3 separate regions of the Sus scrofa genome follow, and all the other regions are linked to region 2. A link is a contact called in public Hi-C and HiChIP or PLAC-seq data. All regions are on one chromosome and are shown on one strand. Each heading gives the region's core, a stretch centred on a gene start, on an enhancer-like site or on the middle of the called end of the contact. The rest is flanking DNA. Distances are from core to core; before and after follow the strand shown.

What was found. A called contact is a pair of places that touch in the nucleus more often than the background predicts. HiChIP or PLAC-seq counts read pairs in DNA pulled down with a chosen protein or histone mark.
Region 1: a Hi-C map of retroperitoneal adipose tissue shows a contact between it and region 2, with 2.5 times the contacts expected there. The contact joins two enhancer-like sites. A contact is called at or near these places in 15 of 47 Hi-C or Micro-C datasets (alveolar macrophages, blood, embryonic fibroblasts and 7 more) and 1 of 2 datasets of contacts at active chromatin or transcription factors (alveolar macrophages).
Region 3: a contact with region 2 is called in an H3K27ac HiChIP or PLAC-seq map of alveolar macrophages. The contact joins two enhancer-like sites. A contact is called at or near these places in 2 of 47 Hi-C or Micro-C datasets (embryonic fibroblasts and subcutaneous adipose tissue) and 1 of 2 datasets of contacts at active chromatin or transcription factors (alveolar macrophages).

What each region holds. Positions count from the first base shown.
Region 1 is chr1:168,210,642-168,213,743 of Sscrofa11.1, reverse strand. The region is part of intron 1 of LOC110262000 (a long non-coding RNA gene); the gene reads left to right. Among named protein-coding and RNA genes, the nearest start is that of UACA, 240 kb to the left of the region's middle. Within about 2 kb of position 1,338, at least 45 of the 83 cell types and tissues checked have an H3K27ac peak or open chromatin away from gene starts, as enhancers often do. A contact at or near this core is called in alveolar macrophages, embryonic fibroblasts, omental adipose tissue and 2 more, where this site is marked.
Region 2 is chr1:167,501,547-167,504,489 of Sscrofa11.1, reverse strand. No RefSeq gene overlaps it. Among named protein-coding and RNA genes, the nearest start is that of RPLP1, 210 kb to the right of the region's middle. Within about 2 kb of position 1,594, at least 27 of the 83 cell types and tissues checked have an H3K27ac peak or open chromatin away from gene starts, as enhancers often do. A contact at or near this core is called in alveolar macrophages, embryonic fibroblasts, omental adipose tissue and 2 more, where this site is marked.
Region 3 is chr1:168,060,482-168,063,575 of Sscrofa11.1, reverse strand. No RefSeq gene overlaps it. Among named protein-coding and RNA genes, the nearest start is that of TLE3, 210 kb to the right of the region's middle. Within about 2 kb of position 1,360, at least 11 of the 83 cell types and tissues checked have an H3K27ac peak or open chromatin away from gene starts, as enhancers often do. A contact at or near this core is called in alveolar macrophages, where this site is marked.

The DNA of each region.
Region 1 (3,102 bases), core at 89-2,588, 710 kb before region 2:
TTCTCTACCCTTAAGGCCTGCTCACCCCATGTGCTCCAGGCTCCCTGGGTGTCCATCAGCACCCAGCACACCATCTTCTTGGCCTCAGGGCCTTTGGTCCTGCCATTCCCTCTGCCTGGAATGCTTTGCCCACTTAATTCCTACTCATCCCTCAGGCCTCCCAGGCCAGGCCAGGCGGGGCCCTCCATCCCATGCTATAACAGCCTGTACTTCTCCTTGAGGTGCTAACCACAATGGCAGAGAAACCATCAATTGTCTAATTTAGCCTTGACTGTGTGCCTCCCCAGCTTAAATGTCAGCCTGGTGGGGGCCAAGGACCATGTCATCCTATAAACAAGCCCATGGACCTCACTCCAAATGTTCAGTCTTCATAGAACGGTGAGTCCAGGAAGGAGAAGTGCACTGGAATCTGACAAATCTGGGTTCAAACCCCAACTCGGCCACTTACTAAGCGTGGGCCCAGAGCATGAATGTTACACCGAGAAGCTTTTATTTCTTTGCTATCTTCCTCATAAATCTGTTGAGAGGATAAAGCCAGCCATACCTGGGTGGGTTCTGGGCCACAAGCTGAGGTCACCCCACATCAGCCCCCTCCCTGCACAGGGCCTGGGTTCCAGCCTGGTGTATGGAAGCAGGAACACTGCTGGGGGTGATGTTAATGCCCTGCCCCCCCATCTCCAGCCACCGTGGGAATGGAGCGGCTCGCAGAGGGGAGGTGTGCGGTTTCACTTTCATAGTTTTCAAACAAGAAGACAAAAAGAGGAAAAATGAAACCACCCGGGAAAGCAGCAGGGGCCCATTTTGTCTGCAGCCTGACGTGTTTAGCTCGGCAGGCACAGCCGGCCCCGAGTATTTATTTATTTTTTAAGTAACTGATGCATGAGTCAGTCGGTTGGCTTGGTGGTAAAACGCAACCCACGATCAAGGAAATAACTGATGAACGGCATGGAGTGGATGCCGTGCCAACACACCACTCATGACTTCTGCAAATCCCTTGTTCTCGGGGCCAGCACGGGCCAACTGGAGCTGCGGTTCCTCGCGCTGCTCTCCAGGACCTGCCGCCAGCGCATCTGAGATCCTTCAACAGTTGCCTCATGCTCGCTGCTCACCGCCAATGCATGTTTGCTGTAATTATACCGTGTCTAAAGGAGAAGCACAAAAGACTTGTTGATTTTGGATGGGGGCTGACCTGGGCTGCTGGCAGAGTCTGGGCCGCCCCGGTGAGGACGTGACCAGCTGGGGCGAGTGTTGAACTCAGGCCATCGTAGCCCTGCTGCTGCCTCCTCCTGGCTCCGCTGCCAGCTGACTCGAGCCGGCTTTCTTTGGAGAATCACCCGAGGGGAACGAAACGAGGAACTGGAGTTCCTATAAAAAGCAGCTCGCTCCTTCCTCCCGCCAAGTCCCTGAATGATAATCATCTCTGAAGTGGGCTGCCCCTCCCTCCCCACCGCTAACCATGCTCATTGTCTGTCTCTTGTTTCTGCGAGGAAACATCTTGGCTTCCCAGAGAGGCCCGTCCATGGTGGCTGGGGAGATGTGGCCACCCCGTCTGAGCTGGGCTTCCTGCTTGCCCCACACAGACTGCACTGGGCAGTCAAGGGGTTGGCTAGAAGGTGCTGGAAAGGTGAGAGCACTGGCTTGGTGCCGTGGCTCATGTTCTATGTGACCGGGACAAACGACTTATCCTTGAGGGGGTTCAGTTTCTCCATCAGTTATTTGAGGGGGGTGGGCCAAAGGGTGGTTTCCCAACCCCTTTTTAATTTCTTCCCAGGGAGCAATTACATGGAACCTCAGTGCAGAAAGCGGAACGGCTTGATGAAGCGAGGGCATGTTCCACAGCCCCATCCACCCAGTCTTTCCAGTCTGGCCCCTCCAGTGACCCCTTGGGGGAACCCTAGAGTACCGGGGAACACAATTTGAAAATCATGGCTCTGATCGCAAAGGCGCCTGGCAGCCTTTGGGTTAGAAGGATCTAGGCCTGTGGAGGTAAATCCCAGGAGTTGCCTGTGACTGTGTCTCGTGAACCTGACTCTGTCCTGGGACGGGGAGGGGGCATAAATTCAGCAGGAAGACGACACCCTGTAGTAATAACAACAACAACAAAAACGATTTTGCTCCCGCTGAAGTTTCTTGAGCAACTGGCAGGCTGCCACGAATGTACTTAGGCGGAAAATCACCAGAAAAAAATGATATAATCTGACAGATTTTTCACAGGCTTAAATATTCATGAATTAAAGGAATTGGCAGAATTTTCTACATTATTAGCTTTCATCATGGCTGCAGGAGCAGTTGGTATACTGGCTGCTCTTCAAGATCCATTAATCTCGTCCATCATAAGAGCAGCCATTTTAAAATTAGCTATTTTTACTGAGTGATGGTGTACGGGGGAGACGGGGAAGTGGAAATGCGATTCCAGTTGAAAGGTCCTCCCGCTTCTCACTTTAAAATCAGCAGGACAAGCCAAACAGCATCTCCACAGGAAGGGGATCAGCAGGACTCCAGGCTGTGAAAATCCAGGCATGCAGTGCAGTGCAGGGCCCTCTAGCTCTTTTGCACAGCACAGAAAGCCTTCTGCCTGCTGAACCCAACCTCGGGGTCAGGGGCTGGGCAGGGGGGTCAGGACACCTTTCTGGGAGGCTGAGGCCAAGAGACACCCAATAGGGTCTTCTGGGTGAAGAAGACATTTAGCTCACAGTCTTTCTACCAGATGGCACTCAGGGTGCAGGACTGCAGAATAGCCACGGAATGATATTCCTTATTTACGGAATGCATGCTCTGAGCTGGGTACTGCACTACGCATGCATCAACTCATTCCAGTACCGGAAGCTACCTATCTTCCAAGTTCTTTGATGCTAGAGTGAGATGATGCATATTATAATATTTATATCTTTTATGTACATGTAATAGTTGAGGAAATGAGTCAAGAGTGGTTAAGCCAGTTATCTGAGGTCTCACAGCCAGTGAAAGGAAGGGTCATACTTCAAACCCAAGCCTGTGTGTCCCCAAAGGTAGAGTGTCAATTGCTGGCCGGCACTGTGAAGGGGACATTCTCCGCAAAGCATCCAGGACCTGCCAGGAGGAAGCTGCTTTTTTCAAAGCATA
Region 2 (2,943 bases), core at 345-2,844:
TCTGATCAATAATATGCAGCCCTGCTCCTGCTCTCTGCTCCAGAAAATACCTGCTAGAGATGACAACAGGGTCCCCAGGAGGACTGGGCTTTGCTGGGGTCAGAGTCAGGGCTGGGGAAGCGTGGCAGACTGGTATGGAGGGTTGAGGCCCAGAGGACAACCAATGCCTCTTGGGGTGCCTTGGAGGACCATTCCCCGTGTCAAGCTTAGCTTTCCCCTGCCCCCCACTGAGCAAAGAAACAGAGATGCCCAAAGCATCCAGCTATGCCCAATCCTAACCCTCTTTCTACATCTTCTCTTGGAACTTCCTGACCTCAGGGTTACCCTTCCCAGATGGCAAGAGTATAACATGACAAGCTCAGAAGTTGTCACCCCGCCAGAGCCTCCAGCCCTCCCAGCATCTCGGAGGCTAATCTTGGGTCAAGTGCCTCTTCTTTCAAGAGAGAAACTAGATCAACTGCCAGCAGAGGGGGAAGGATTGGCCGATTGAGGCCTGGGTTTGAAGCCTAGCTTGGCCACCAAATTGCCGTGCTTCCGTGGGCAAGTGGCCCCATCCTTCTGGGCCACAGATGCCTCCCCTCGTGGGAAGGGTGATGGCTGTGTTGAGCCACCCATTTCCTCTTTTCTTCTAGTCCCCACAATAACCATAAACCACAGTTCTGGGTTGGGAATAAAGCTCAGGGCACAGACAGTAAAGGTTCCTTCCTTTCTGCAAAAACAACAAAAATAGCAACATTTCTGTTTAGTATGCCAGGCCCCATTCCAGTCACGTTTACATACACAATCTCCTAATTATCTTTACAGCAAAGCAAAGAGGTGGCTATCACTATTGCTCCCATTTTAAAGATGGAAAGTAAAGCTCAAAAACTCTATATTTTCTCCGTGGACAGATAGACAGCTAGAAAGGGGTAGAAGATTTGGAACTGGGCATTGTGTCTGCAGAACCAGGACATTGTGGAATTCCACTCTTTTCTGACCAGTTCATCTTTCCCTTCACCATAGAACATTGATAAAGTTTGATTACATACTTGGACACAAGGAAAAAAATTAATTGGAGATGTTACAGGCCACCGTCTATGACTCTAATCCAAAATTTTTAAATAAAAAAAAATAATGTGGCTGAGACTATTCTTAAGTACTTAGAAATTAATAAACACTCTTCTAGATAACCCATGGATCAAAAGAAATATTAAAACCGAGGTTAAAAATCATCTAGAAAGAGATGAAAAGGGGAACTTTTTATTTCAAAAACCTATGGGATTCAGAAAACATCTCAACTCGGGGGAAAATGTACGGCCCTGAAATGCCTTCATTATTAAGGAAGATGAAAAATAAAGGCGCCAAAAACACATCAGAAGAAATGAGAAAAACGAATAAACAAGAGAAGAAAGTATGAAATAGGAATTCATCAATAGGTGAAATGAATAACACAGAAAATAAGAGAAAGGAAAAACACGGATTGCTTGAAATCAAAATCAGCCCCAGAGGCTAACAGCGTTGCCGGGGTCGGGGAGTGTGTGTGAAGGTCCCAGGTTCCCAGAGCGGTCAGTGCCCCGCCCCTCGGCCTACTGACCCCTGAGCTCATGGCTGCCTCCCGCCTGGACCTCACTGTGCACAGTGTGGAGATTTGACTGCCCAACCGAGGCTCCTTGGACTGGAGTCTTTAGTGTTTCCTCCCAGAAATAGAGGCAGTTTTGTGTTTTCAGCAATGAAAGCTGCTGTGGTTTTGTTTTCTCTCTGTTGCCAGGAGTCAAGAGGAAGTCTGTGGTTAGACATCTTCGGGTGGAGACATACACAAACACAGTGGCTAGAAATGGGCTCCGCGGATTCAGCTTTCCCAGCCCTGTGGGGAGTTGGGGGGTGTGGGGTGGGGGGATGGACGCATGCAACTGAACAAATGAGAAGGAGGGAGGGGGGAGGGAGGGAAGGATGACTGAACCTCTACCCCTGGGCCTCCTAGACGTGCAGCAGCCCCCACCATTCTCTGCCTCCAGCCCACCTCTGTTTCCCATTCTGATGGTCGGATACTGTGATCCACTTTTTCCTCAAAGGCTGAGGCCACCTGATTCACCTTCACGCCAACCCAGAGACTGCATATAAAAGATCCCTGTGAATTCAATGTCCAGCTCTATGGTGGGCACGGCCAGCTGCCACACACCATGGACCCTAGCCTCTCCTTTTCCATCAAAATCCTGGGTTTGATCAGGCTAGTGGGGGGCCTGGCTACAAATGCTCACATCTCTGACCACCCGCATACCTAGAAGCAGGCCCTTTGATTAGAGTTCAGGCCAATGAGCTATGATATTTCTAAGAAAATACTTTCATTCATAATATAGGCACCAACTCTTCCTCCTCCTTGCCCCCCACGCCACCTTTTTTGCCTAGAACTTGAACACAAGGCCTGGAGGTGTAGCAGCCACCTTGTGGTTATGAGGCAGCCGCATGAGGATGACATTAGTGCAGAAAAACAGAAAGAGGCCAGAGGCTCAGTGGCATTCTTATATCACCTTCTACCCTGTACAGACTCACCAGAGACTTCTAATTTCATGAGAAAAATAAAGCTTCAGCTGGTCAAACCACTATAGCTGCCTGTCCCATTCATTGCAGCTGAAGCATTCCTACATTGAAACAAGAACCTCAGCTTTTGTAGGGTTTTTAAAACATTTTCACCCCACCCTCTATCAGGTCCTCAGAGAAATCCTTTAAGGCAGATCAATGTCTTTCCTCCTATTTTCAGATGAGGAAACTGGGGTTTCTCAGACATGAAGTGGGTCAAAGCATCAGGATCTGAACCCCAGGACTCTTTCCCCCAGGCTATGGTTTTTCCCAAGACAACCCCTCTTGCCTGGAAGCACTTCAGAGCTTTCTTCTCTCTGTAATCCCTCCTGGCACACAAGCTTACATGCTGAAAGTCAAAGTTCCTCAGGGACTGAGGAGCATGGG
Region 3 (3,094 bases), core at 111-2,610, 560 kb before region 2:
ACCCACCTAGAGGTGGAAGGCCTGAGCCTCTAAGGGCCCCCTGGCTGAGGGGCTCCTGGGAAAGGGCAGCGCTTTGCAGCCAGGCTTTAGGTCTGCCCCCAGCTCAGCTGGAACATCAGCAAATTATGTCTCCTGCCCTGATCCCTCTCCCAAACTCCAGCCACACATTGACAGCCGCTCCCTGGCCTCCCTGTCCCATTGTCTCCTGGGGAATAAGTGGACACCAGACTCATCACTTTCCTCTCCAGCCATCACTTTCCCTGCATTTTCTCACCCTGTTCTCGACAGCTGGAAGACAACACTGTGTTCAGTGAAAGATGGAATGCTGCAGAGGAGGAGCTGGTCTGGGGAGGAGGTTGACAGCCATTGCATGTACATGGGGCTTGAGTTACAGATGGCTAGGGATCAGACAGGTGGGTGTGAAGGTCTGGAGCTAGGACAGAGACCCAAGAGGCTTCAGACTGAAGAAACTGATGGAAGCCTTGGATAGGGGACAGATAAGCACCAGGAAGGAGCATAATGACAGAAAGCTGGGGGACGACCCTCATGTCAGAGGTGGGGACAGAGACAGGAACTTGCCAATGGATCCTGCAAGGCCACCATCTTGAAAGCCACACCAGAAAAATGGCTTCGAAGGGAAGTGGTCAGCCTTCTGGGATGCTACAGGGAGATCAAGTGAGATAGTGTAGTCTGTCGGGGTCACAGAGGCCACGATGACCTCCCAAGGGAAGTCCCTGGGGTGTGGATGGCGGGGAGCCAGACCACACCAAGTGCAACAGTGACAGGGAGGCAGGCGAGGAAGTGGAGACACTGAAGATAAGCAACTCTTCCAAGAAAGGCTGCTGAGAATTAAAAAGACTGCTAGGCTGGTGGCCCAGGGAAGTCTCGGTGTTGCTGGGAGGAGCCAAAGGAAGAATGAGTGAATCGGTGGAGGCTGTCCTTGGACCCAGGGCTTGGTCCCAGCACAGGGCAAGAGATCTCATATAGACGAGGTATGTTCCTTCCCTCGGGTGGGAAGACACATGTTAGGGATGGACCCAAGAAAGAGACCTCAGGAAGGGCAGGACTTTGTGGAGTCCCCACCTGCAAGCCAATTCTGCCTGGTTTTTTCCAAATGGCTTTTCCAAGGCCAGTGTCATCAAGCTCCTAATCCTACCCTGGTCTAGATGCTTCATGTTCATTCTTTCTCTCCTCCCAGAGTCTCTGGGAAGCAGACACTACTAAGCTCATTTTGCCCATGAGAAAACTGAGCCAGAGAGAAGTTCACTAACTAGCCCAAGGTCACACGACCAGGCAGTGCCTCCTAAGGTGCCAACCCAATTCCGAGAAACTCCCCAAGGCCCTTGCCTCACAGTGCCCTCTGGCCTCCTAGCCCTGCTGCCATGACTTTGCATTTCTCAAGTATATCTGCACAAGCTCTTGCTTCTGCTCAGAATGCCTCTGGTTCCTCACCCACCCACTGGAGCAGATGTGTCCTTCTGACTTAACCCATCTTCCCTGGCCTGTCTTCCTCACCCAGATGTTCCCACACACCCTAGCCATGTCTCTTTATGCCACTGACTGTGTTGTGTTGAAATAATATGATTTTTTGGTTCTCTGTTCCACTCCTGGACACTGGACTGTGAGCACCTCATGGGCAGGGACCCTGCCTTACCTGTCTTACCTGTTCCCAGCTCCTAGACAAGTGCCCAAAAAGCAGATAGTAGGGCCTAGAAAACAACTTGTCAGATGAGCAAATGAGAAATTTCTTTTAAAAGTCCAAAGGTTTGAGCATGAAAATGAATCATGAGGGGGAAATTTTTGCAAACCACTTATCTGATAAAGGACTCCAACTCATACATAGCAAATTCAGTTCAACGGTAAGAAAGAGGAGTTCCTGTCGTGGCTCAGTGGTTAACAAACCCTAGTAACCATGAGGTTTCGTGTTCGATCCCTGGCCTTGCTCAGTGGATTAAGGACCCGGCGAGCTGTGGTGTAGGTCACAGATGCGGCTTGGATGCCATATTGCTGTGGCTGTGGTGTAGGCCGGTAGCTACATCTCTAATTAGACCCCTAGCCTGGGAACCTCCACATGCAATGAGTGCAGCCCTAAAAAGACAAAAAACAAAACAAACAAACAAACCAAAAAACCAGTAAGAAAGAAAACAATCCAAAGTGGGCAAAAGACATGAAGAGACATTATGTCCAAGAGGAGGTATCAATAGCAGATAAGCACATGAAGAGATGTTCAACACCATTAGTCATTAAGGAAATGCGAATTAATTAGGAGTCTGGGATTAACAGACACACACTACTATATATAAAATAAAGAACAAGGGCATACTTAGAGCACAAGGAACTCTACTCAATATCTTATAATAACCTATAAAGGAAAAGAGCCTAAAAAAGAATAGATATATACATGTGTGTGTAACTGAATCATTCTGCTGCACTCCTGAAACTAACACAGCATTCTAATCAACTCTATGGCAATAAAATTTTTTTAAATAAATATATTTAAAAAGGAAATGTACATTAAAGCCGCAGTGAGATATCACTACGCACATATCAGAATGGTTAAAATTAAAAAGAGTTAACAATACTAATGCTGACAAGAATGCAGAGAAACTGGGATGCTCATACACTGCTAATGGAAATGTAAAATAGCACAGCCATTCCGGAAAAGTCTGGTCGTTTCTTAAGAGTCCAAACATACACTTACCATATGACCCAGAAATTGCACTTCTGGGCACTTGGCCCAGAGAAATGAAAACATGTCCATACAAAAATCTCTACTGTACATAATTTCATAGCAGCTTTATTTGTAAGAGCCTCAAACTGGAAACAACTAAAATATCTTCTGTAGGTGAACGGTTAAACAAACTTTGTATATTCATACCATGGACTACTACTCAGCAGTCAAAGTGAATGAAATTTCGAGGCAGGTAATAATATGAGACTCCCAAGGACATCATTTGAGCAAAAAAAAACCACACCCAGTTTCTAAAGGTCACATGCTGCATTCTTCCTTTTTTGTAATAGTCTTGAAATAACAAAAGCACAGAGCCGGAGAACAAATTGATGATTCCCAGGAACAAGGGATAGTTGAGGGGAG